Linked DNA regions of Mus musculus: all the other regions are linked to region 3. The links are chromatin contacts, called in public Hi-C maps. All regions are on one chromosome and are shown on one strand. Each heading gives the region's core, a stretch centred on a gene start, on an enhancer-like site or on the middle of the called end of the contact. The rest is flanking DNA. Distances are from core to core; before and after follow the strand shown. Region 1 has its middle 71 kb from the start of Hspa13. Region 2 has its middle 13 kb from the start of Hspa13. Region 3 overlaps Gm15555 (predicted gene 15555).

Region 1 (3,507 bases), core at 149-2,648, 170 kb after region 3:
TAAAGGTAGGAAGGGAAAGGGATTCAGGCTATAGAAGCAAACGTATAATATATACTGCTTAAAATAAGTTAATAGTTATATGGATAATATCCTGCAGTTAAGATATTAACTTTTATTCTCAAAGCAATCATTAAGAAACTATAAAAACAAACAAACACCTCAAAATAATGTTAGGAGACTTTTTCTGAGGAGACCTGAATAAATTTCTGCTTTTCTGAGCTAGGGAATTAATGACAGGGCAAAGTAAAAATTCTACCAATGTCCAATTTGGAGAACCAACAGGTCCATTGGGATTACATACAGCAGTCTAGGTAATGTCCAGATTATTTTTATCTCAACTTGGCACAAGCTAGAGTCATCAGAGAGAGTCATATTTGAAAAACTATCTCTATAAGAAAAGTCTTTTGTTTCCCCCCATATCCACAGGCTCTCTTGTCCCTTTCTTGGTCACCCAAGTAATGTTTGGTATAAGCTTCACCTCGTGGAGCAGGCCCTTAAGTCAGATCAGTATTGGTTGGTTACTTCAATAAGCTTTATGTCACCTTTCCTGAAGCATATCTCACAGGCTGGTCACAGCTGTAGAGCAAAAGTTTTGTGGCTGGCTTTGTGTTTACGTTTCTGTTTTCATAGCACTCAGAATCCTTCCATACCAAAGAAACTAGAGCTAGCAGGGAAGCTCTATGTAGGCACCAGCCTGACTTCTTTGTATAGGTGTTTTCTGCAGCAGTGGTGCCTTGCTACCTATTGCTTTGTCAACAGCTTAGCTTGTTTAGGGATTCCCATGAGATCCGTTTGGCCAACAACTCAATTAGCTATAACACAAATCCAAATACTGAAAGCTTCGTTAGGAGACAAGAGATGTCCTGTTTGGGCTCTGTCTCCCAACTGGAGACAATGGATATTTAAATGTTGTTCAGTCACATGGTGTCTACATTCCATCCCAAGTGAAAATAGACTATAAGGTACAGGAAAAAAATGTACATTACATATCCGCAGGAACATATAAACATTTGATATCACTAAATAAATACAAGTACACCTAGTAGATTCCAACAAGCTACTCCACAATAACAGGGAAAACTCACATTATTAAAAATTAAAGTTAAAAGTTTAAATTAAAAGTGGACAAAATTTTGAACAGATATTTCTACAAAGTGGATATATGAATGACCCGAGAGTTCACAAAAGCACACTAAATAACACTGGACATTAGGGAGATGCAGATCAGAAGGCCATTAAAATGTTACTTCCAATCAGGTGGGACAGCTAGAATTAAAGGAAAAGATGCTGAGCAAGAGGGAAAACTAAAACCTGGATGCGCTGTGATAGGAACGTAGAATGGTGTACATACTTTATCAGTTCCTCCAGAAGAGGTGAAGACAGAGTTTTGAAATGATTCAGCAATTCCAATACCTGGTATTACACAAGATAACTGAAAAAGAAAGTCCCATGACAAAGCATAGTCACACAAGTTCTTAGTAACATTATTCACCTTTGTGAAAATGAAGAACAACCCAAATCTCTATCCACCTATGAATGGGCCAAAATCTTGCAATGGAAAATTACGAAGGCTGTGGAAGGAGTCTGGTACCGGTACTACAAGCAGGTGAACCTTGTAAACACTGTGTTAAGAGAGAGACGCCAGGAATATGATGATGTCATAGACTGTAACTTCTAATTTTAAAAGGCAGACTCTCAGCTGGAAAGATTGCTCAGTGGTTAAGAGCCAGTAGCACTCTTGAGTTCCTTTCCCAGTACCTATGGTTGGTGACTCACAACCATGTGTAAGTCAAGCTCTAGGGCATCTGACACAACTTTCTTGCTCTGATATATACCTATAGTCCTGTAAATGTATCATCACATAACCACCTATACAACCAAAAAAAAATCTTCAAATGATAAATCTTGTATGGTGCTGATTATTTCTCAATAGAACTGTTGCAAAATATTCATGTACTTCAGTTTAATTCAAACAGGATATTTTCTGAGCCTTGGAAAAATTTAAAGCACTTTAAGTTACTGCATTATACAAAAATGGTTGAAATGAATAGCTCTATGCCACTAAATCGTCACACTCTGTCTTGTGTGTCCATTGGAGCCATCCAGGCAGGGAATTTTGAAATCTGTTTAAGTTGATCTAGACAGAATGCAACCTTAGTAGTAGAATTTTTAAAATCTTCATTCTCGTACTTGTAGCAAAGTTGAGATATATGGCTTCTTGGTCATCTTCTGTTTAAATATTTAGTTAATCATTAGAACCCAGTGATTTTACTATGTCACATAAATGTCAACCCCATATATTGAATATATTACACATGAATCTCCAATCTTACCTACCCAAAAGAACTAGGTTATACCATCATCCATCCAGAATCAACTTTCTTCTCCCTCATATTTTACATGCATTCACTCATCCAGTTACAACAGATATCAGTGATGGAATATAGGCAATACATGTATTCTCTTCCCTTTTCCCCCTCTACATCAGTATATATATATACACACACATATACATATATGTGTGTGTGTGTGTGTGTGTGTATACTAATTATATATATGTATATATATATATAAATCAATATCAATAGCACCATAAAAATCGTTCTAATTCCACACTCTATCTTTTCTACTCTGTTCAGAGAGAGATTCTCCAATCCCACTGTGATAATACAACAGTCCAATTTAAGAACCCTTCCTTCCTTGCCTCTTATGTACTTTCTGGATGAGATCCAAGCATTCATTTAACCTGCCTTAAACGGTCCATTTCTACCTAATTCTCCAGTCCACGAATTTACCACTCCTGCCTCATTACCCTGTCCTCTACTGTAGGGAGACAGCTTTCAGATTTTCCAGTGGGATCTGGGCACATCACGTTTAAACTGATCAGAAAGTCTTCTTTTTATCTCTAGGATACTCTCCAATCTTCGCTGAAGCTCTTAGCTGTTCAGACTTGCCTCTGCTGTTAGACTTTGGATGCCTTCAGTGCAGATTCATTTTCTGCCATGTTTTCTCATGTGGTGACATGACAAGAATCTGCCACTTGCAAAAGCTATGTGGTTACTCCTTGAAACTGATGGCTCTCTAGGGCAGGAATTATAACCTCTGCACCGAGTTAGGAGCCAGCATTTAATACATAATTAATAATCTAAACTGTCTAACAGCGAATGGTCAGCTTTGTTGATTTTTTTCAGGTTTGATAAAGCTGTATTATGATATGATTACTATATGTCATCATAATTTCTATTTAGAACAATATACAGTTGTGTGAATGTGTATATTCATGTATTTGTGTTCATTTTATGTGTGTGTATACATGACTATATTCAACTATACATACCTGCACATAGGATCACTGACTATTGATGGCTCTACCTAACATTTTTTTCAACTATACAATTGTGTAAAAGTGATATTTATTCAGAAGAAACCTTACTTGTGGTTTTGAGTGTTGAACTTTTCCCACATCTAATCCAGCTAGATAAGACGATAAGAGTATTTATCTTCTGA
Region 2 (3,282 bases), core at 769-3,268, 230 kb after region 3:
AAACAACACACATACATACACACACACATCACATATACATACACAAACACACACCACACATACACACACACACAGACACACACACACACCACATACATACACACACACCACATACACACACACCACACATACACACACTCCTTCATTATGCTTTCAGCCTTCCTACTTAAAAGAAAAAAAAATTAACCAACGGTAAGTAATATGACATACAAGCACACGGAAATCAAACTTTCTTTAGCTACTTTAAATGTTATAACATTTCAAACTATTCACATGATTTTATTCAATATGATCAGGAGAGGTGTAAACTCAAAATTCTTAAGGAGGAGAAATAATTTCTGTGGAATAGTAGCTTTTTATATGATCTTAAGACAAAGAGATTTAAGAGTGCCTCCTAAATTGGCTCTTAAATATTTTAAACGGCTGTGACTCGGCAGTGACTCCTGGGTTTAAGTGGTTTTGAGTGCCACTCACACTGCCTATATATATTTGTTTACATAGCCTTAGTCCATACTGTATTTTATAAGAATAGGAGGGATTTATTTCAAAATTCCTGAATCGTGCATTGCATATAAAACTCTGTCTGTCATATGAAATGATGTAAATACGTACTTGTCTAGGTGGTAGGATTCATGGATCTGTACACAAACGTCAACCCAGTTATCTTACAGTATCTGCCTGACAAATGATTAAATGGAGTTAATTGTATGGCCTACATGCCTCGAGATAGAACGAGAACAAAGCTAACTGTTCTAGAAGCCCCGTCTCCCATCTCCCGTCTCCCTTACCTCACTAACATTGTACTCAACCTCAAAGCGTGTTCAGCTGTGACTTCCTGTAGACATTCTGGTGGACTAAGAAATTTTGTATAAATTTGATCATTCTTAGCATGCCAGCAAGAGCATGAAAGCTCAAAATTACATTTATTCTCCACAAATAGCTGTTTGAATTAGTAAGACACCTGGACAGCTACGGGTCATATATCAGCAGTCGCTAACCTTCAGCTTCCAAGGTATTGCATTGGTTCATGTGAACTGCTTATCACAACCCCACATTTGCTCTCATAAAAGCCCTTACATGGTGTGTTTCAACAGCCAGGTAATAGTTACAAAAGGCAGACAACAAATTAAATGCAGGAAAATTGGCAATTTTATTTATGGAAGTTCATCAATACTATCAAACATTACTACCAGCAGTTGCAAAATGCAACACATGCTACTTAGCTTCTTATATTTTCATATTCTCTTGGAAATCCAATAAGCAATGGGATCATTTCTCCCACATAGAGAAAGTATAAATTCATGAGGTAAGCAGAGACTTGAGCCATCCAATGTCTCCAATGACTTCTATCCTGATGGGGATGATTCTTATCCAATAATTTTCAAAGCATAATTCATAAACCTTAAAGCAGCCTGAATATCTGTTCACACAAACAAGAACATATACAAACAAAGCACATGGCCAAAGTTAAGAGAACAGAATTATACAAAAGCTCTAGCACAGATACATACACACAAATCACTCTGCTCTCCTCCAAAGAATAAACACAAGTGGATCTCTTGGGAAACCTTGAACAATAACAGCAAAAAAAAAAAAAAAAAAAAAAAAAAAAAAAAAAAAAAAAAAAAAAAGAGAAAAATCATTAAAATGGAAAAACTCTGGGACAATTACATGCAAGTAGTTGATGCTATTGACAACTAGAGTGTGGCCCTCTCCTCACAGTCTGCAAAAAAGACTTGAATATAGTATTACTAGACTTTTCTCCATATATGTGTATGTATATATATATGTATATATATGTATGTATACATATATAATTTAAATATTTAAAAATCATATAATTATGCATGTTTACAAAAACATCATTGCCAACCATGGTGACACAAGCCCGTACTATTAGAACGTGGTAAACTGAAGGAGAAGATGCTGGGTTGGAGGCCAGCCTGCGCTACATAGTGAGATACTGTCAACACAACATAGAGAAAGTGTGGTGGTGTGTGTGTGTAGTGGGGAGGTAGAGAGGAGCTGTAGTTGCTTAGCTCTTGTTTACAGCTTTTAGTTCCTAAGCCTTTTAGTAAAGAGAGAGAAACAGTGCCAAGCTGCCTCACTGTTCCTTTACAGGGCAATGCTGCATTTATTTGATGCACACATTTTATTTAATTTAATTGTGTGGCCTTGCAGTCGTTTCACTGCTTAGGGTTTCTCAATAAAGATCTTGATCTACCTTCCATCCTAAAAGTTGATACCTGATAAACAAAGATGCAGGGTGAAGGTTAGATATTAAGAAGTAATTTTAGATGCCACACGTAAAAGAAACAGAGATTTGGTACAAAGGACTTAAGAAGAACAAGGATTCTTCATAAAAAGTAGAACAAATAACTGTGGAAATTGAAAAGGGATCTTAGGTGTGAAATAGGGTCAAGTTAAAAAGCCTTCTTTGCTGTGTAACAGAGACACCTGCTGGTCACTAAACATTTCATGGCTCAAAACCCCAAATACATTTGATCCTTTGCTCTAAAGGAAACACTCCCACACAAAGTCTTTATGCTCCTGGAAACTCAAACATAAATATGATGAACAGGCTCCATAAAACAGATAATAATTAAATTAATTTCATGTATGTTCACTCATATTAAATCTTGAACAGGAAGTGAACCCTGCCAGCTAAATGCTTATTCCATTTTCCTGGACGTACTCTGTATGACACAACTCTAGAAGACACACAAGAGACACGTGAGCACAGCACACTCTGGTCCTTTAAGAAGAAGCAGGTGTTTTTGTTTCTGAAGATGCACAGTAGCACTATGGTCAGCAAAAGATGAAACCCTGAACAACACACACTTCTTTAGTCACTTGTTTAGGATTGTGGTATTTGAAAACTAACGCAAACGATGATTATCTAAAGGCACTGGAGGTTAATCTTATACTCTTTTAAGGGGATTAAACAAACTGACTTGCTTTTCTCACAATAATAGAAGACTGATGCGACGTCTCCATAGAAACTAGATCTATTCTTGCAAGGTGTCGGCCTTGAGGACTGATCAGATGCTATGATGGTACACGGGGAATTCTCCCCTACCAGAATGTTTACTCATTGGTGATGCATCCCTGTTCCTTAAATAATGCAAACTGAAAGAAACACCATGGTTAAACACAGTTTTGGATAATGAAATATTCTTTATACTTTAGAACATGAACGGATATTTCATGTTTTGTAACAAAAATCTGATTAGACTTTAGAAGCCAAAATTATAATTACAATCTAAGACAACACATAGCACA
Region 3 (3,454 bases), core at 401-2,900:
ATGACATATGTGAATATGAGGCTCTCTCCCTCTCTCTCTCTCTCTCTCTATATATATATATATATATATATCTCCTTTGATACTGTCTATTTCTTACCCTTATACATTTTTTAGTGATGACCACTCAGTATTGGGTAACAAATTAAAGATCTCATCTCTGCTAAAGATAGTAGTTTCTCCTCTCTCAGAGGCAACCAATATTGTGTAGCCCTTCATCCGGGATATGGATTTTGCTTTTCAAAAATTTGTTGAAGAACAAAAATGGAAAGGGTAGAATGAAGCCGAACCTAGTTGTAGCTCCCCACTCCTGTCTTAAAGCTGAATTATATAGCCACAGGTACCAAATGAGTGTGAGAAAAATGGTTACTTTAAATGCAGAGGACTAGCATGTATAAAATATATGACATATTTCAAAGAATATATAAAAACAAGCATAATATATCTTGGTAGTGAGAATTATTTGCTGACAGTGTTTGAGATAGGATAAGTGAAATATGGCTCATTTCCATTTTTATTTTATTTTATTTTTTTAAGGTACAACGTTTGTATTTAGATGACTTTATATTTGACCACTTCGCTGCCCATCAAGGTCATCTTACCCCTTCCAAAGCAAAACTTCAACAGTTTTCTGTCAAGCCTTTCTGAAAACAAAGAAAGGAGCTTCTTCCATTCATATAATCCACCTATAATTCCTTTCTTTGAGTTGTTTTATCTCCACTTGAATTAAAAGGACATATTGATGACCCCCTCCAAGTGCTGAGACCTTTGGCATCAGATCCAAAACACCTTACTTTAGGATCCATTTTAGGATGGATAATCAATGTTCTTACCAACTCCTGACAACCCACTTCTCTCATAAATGAATTCAGAGTACATTCATTGCAAAGATGCCACTACCAAATGATACTTAGAATGTTTATCTCAGAGCTGCAACTCAAGTTTAATATCTGGCGCTCATAGCTATATCCTACCATTTCCTAAACATGGCTACAAGACGTGCCTCTGCTTTCAAATCTGATCTCCCAAATTTTACCTGAATGTTCACAGTCAAAGTCATGGCTGGTCTAGTCTCCATCCCTAAGTAAACCTCTGGAATATGGTTTGTAGCCTTTGGCCTCTGCATAGAGGAAGGCTTGGGAGAGACATGCCTCTGCAGAATGTGGGGATGGCTGCCTTGTAGTAGGTGGGACTCCTTTGCATCTTGAGAAAATTACTGGAAGTATTTCTACTTCAGGGGCAAACAATCATTTAGCACAGGGGCATAAGGGAAGTCCTCTGCAATATTGATGGCTTTGTAAAGTGTCAAGTCTTTGTAAAGGAGGCTTTCCATGAATTAATATAGAATAGAATGTCAAAGACAAAGGATTTAGCAACTACTGCAATAGAGAATAAATCGCAAAGCAGTTACCACACACAAAGTTTTCTAAACTCCTGGCAGGTAGAATTCAAAGGGAAACTAAGGCTTGTGACTTTGCTAAAATGCCAGAGTCAAGGCCAGAGTTCTGGCTTCCCAAATATCAACTTTTTCTTTGGCCTCTGCAACAAGCATGAATGTCAATGCTGTGTGCGCACACACTGCACAAGAGAAAGAGAGAGAGAGAGAGGAAAGAGAGAGAGAGATGGGGGTAGTATAGGGGTCATTGGAAGAGTGTGTTTAGGGGAGGTGAGAAGCAAGGAGGATGGGTTTATGATAAGAGAAAGGATTCAACAATATAATATATATGCTAAATGAGTCTGTTATCTGGAGAACCACAGCAGATAAAAAAAATCTTGAGCTGGCAATGAAGTTAATAGAGTTGAGTTTTATTCCCACTCGTGGCTGGGAACTGTGTGTCCTTGGGAATGTTATTGAATTACTCTGACCCTAAGTTTGTGAGCACTGTGGATAGAAAGATTTGCTTCTTAGTTTGTGGTGAGGATTAAATGTTATTGCGCACGTTAACCACCTGGCACCCTGCATGCTAATGGCCGTTTCCCTTTCTCTGCAAGCCCTCACACCAGGACAGAGCAATCTTTTTAATTTAATATCCTTGACTAAATGGCTTTAAGTCAAACTATCACCATTGCTTAGATATCGTTTTGTTAAAAAAAAAAAAGCTGCTCAAAATAATTTGTGATCAGCAATCTTTACCTAAAAGCATTGATTTTTTTCCTAGGCTGGACAAGATGTAGCAATAGGATTTATTGTTGATGTGCATTAGAAAACTCAAGGTCTGACTCTCCACAAACTGCCTTGAATACCAGGTATATAGTGCAATATTTGACAATTCAGTCTGAGATGCCTACCACAGGGGACAACCACAAACAAGAAAGCCCATCGTGGGTGCATTTGCTCTATTGCACATTTCATAAGTCAGGGGTGTCTCTTCCCTTATATTTTTAAAATGCAAGTTCAATTTTGTAACTACTCATTCATCGACATTCTGTGCTCATAAAAAACACAGGAGAAATCAATTAAATTGTTCCCAGCTACCAGATGTTAAGGAGAGAGTAATATAACAGAGTCAAGCACAGTTTTAAAGACAAACAATATGATGCGTGTCTAACAGTTGCTTAGAGCTCAGCAGTAATGAGGCCAAGGTCAGGAGTTCAATCTCCCATGGCCAGTTAGCTTTGCTTCAGTCTGGAGCCACCAGCAGTATATGTGCTATACATCTTGAATGTTCACCCCATTGATGGTTAAGGTGCATTGCAGAGAAGGTAACAGCAAGATTTTATAGGCCACAGGAAGGACAGCTTAAGGATAATTCTGCCTTCTGCTTGCTTTCTCCTATCTATAAAGGCGTTCTGTCACCATTATCAGTCTTAAGGCTACTAAGTGTAGCCCATTGCTTTCAGCTTTCAAGGATGCATTGGGTAGCAGCTGAAGTGCTAAGAAAGGAAAGTGCCAAGAAAGAAAGGAATGGCTTTTCCACAATGATTCCCCAGCCTTGTGAGGAGGGGATATTCCTGAACATTCTGGCTGTATCTTACTTACATCATGGTCTCTCGAGGTGTGAACAACTGCTACCTCATGCTTCCAGTGCCACAGATGAAGGCAATCCCCTCTGTCATCCCTTCCCTACCATGGTAAAGGGATCATTCTACAAATAAAGACAAATTCAACCTCTCCTCCTTCAAGCTCTTTCTGTGAGGTGTTTTATCCACTGCTATGCAGAAGTATTATTACATACTGCCTTCACTGAACTGTACTGGCACCTTCACCATCCTGCGAATTGATCAGTGAAGAAATCTACTTACTTAGATGTTAATCTCAGCTTAAAGAATGCCTTCATGGGGGTGTCTACACCGGTGTCTTACCAAATATCTGAAACCCATGCTGAAGTGTCTTGATACCTAAGATTTTGTTATCGCTGCCTTTTTGCCCTCATCGACATCTTCTGGAGTCTTTGGCCTCATGCCTCACTTGAACTTAGAAGAATCAGACAAAGCTGATAGGAAATGAGTTCCGTGG

The links. Hi-C and Micro-C count contacts between places; a contact is called where the count stands out from the background.
Region 1: a Hi-C map of the G1E-ER4 cell line shows a contact between it and region 3, with 4 times the contacts expected there. The contact joins two enhancer-like sites. A contact is called at or near these places in 3 of 484 Hi-C or Micro-C datasets (the G1E-ER4 cell line, the HPC-7 cell line and embryonic stem cells) and 1 of 115 datasets of contacts at active chromatin or transcription factors (bone marrow-derived macrophages).
Region 2: a contact with region 3 is called in a Hi-C map of the G1E-ER4 cell line, with 4 times the contacts expected there. The contact joins two enhancer-like sites. A contact is called at or near these places in 3 of 15 datasets of contacts at CTCF or cohesin (the G1E-ER4 cell line, large pre-B cells and pro-B cells), 40 of 484 Hi-C or Micro-C datasets (the AML12 cell line, B cells, the Ba/F3 cell line and 23 more), 3 of 115 datasets of contacts at active chromatin or transcription factors (CD8 T cells, acute myeloid leukemia and bone marrow-derived dendritic cells) and 1 of 9 other capture datasets (liver).

Annotation. Positions count from the first base shown.
Region 1 is chr16:75,836,127-75,839,633 of GRCm38.p6, reverse strand. No RefSeq gene overlaps it. Among named protein-coding and RNA genes, the nearest start is that of Hspa13, 71 kb to the right of the region's middle. Within about 2 kb of position 1,398, at least 29 of the 459 cell types and tissues checked have an H3K27ac peak or open chromatin away from gene starts, as enhancers often do. A contact at or near this core is called in the G1E-ER4 cell line, where this site is marked.
Region 2 is chr16:75,778,642-75,781,923 of GRCm38.p6, reverse strand. No RefSeq gene overlaps it. Among named protein-coding and RNA genes, the nearest start is that of Hspa13, 13 kb to the right of the region's middle. Within about 2 kb of position 2,018, at least 4 of the 459 cell types and tissues checked have an H3K27ac peak or open chromatin away from gene starts, as enhancers often do. A contact at or near this core is called in the G1E-ER4 cell line, where this site is marked.
Region 3 is chr16:76,004,122-76,007,575 of GRCm38.p6, reverse strand. All of the region lies in intron 2 of Gm15555 (predicted gene 15555), which reads right to left. Among named protein-coding and RNA genes, the nearest start is that of Gm15555, 5.1 kb to the right of the region's middle. Within about 2 kb of position 1,650, at least 5 of the 459 cell types and tissues checked have an H3K27ac peak or open chromatin away from gene starts, as enhancers often do. A contact at or near this core is called in the G1E-ER4 cell line, where this site is marked.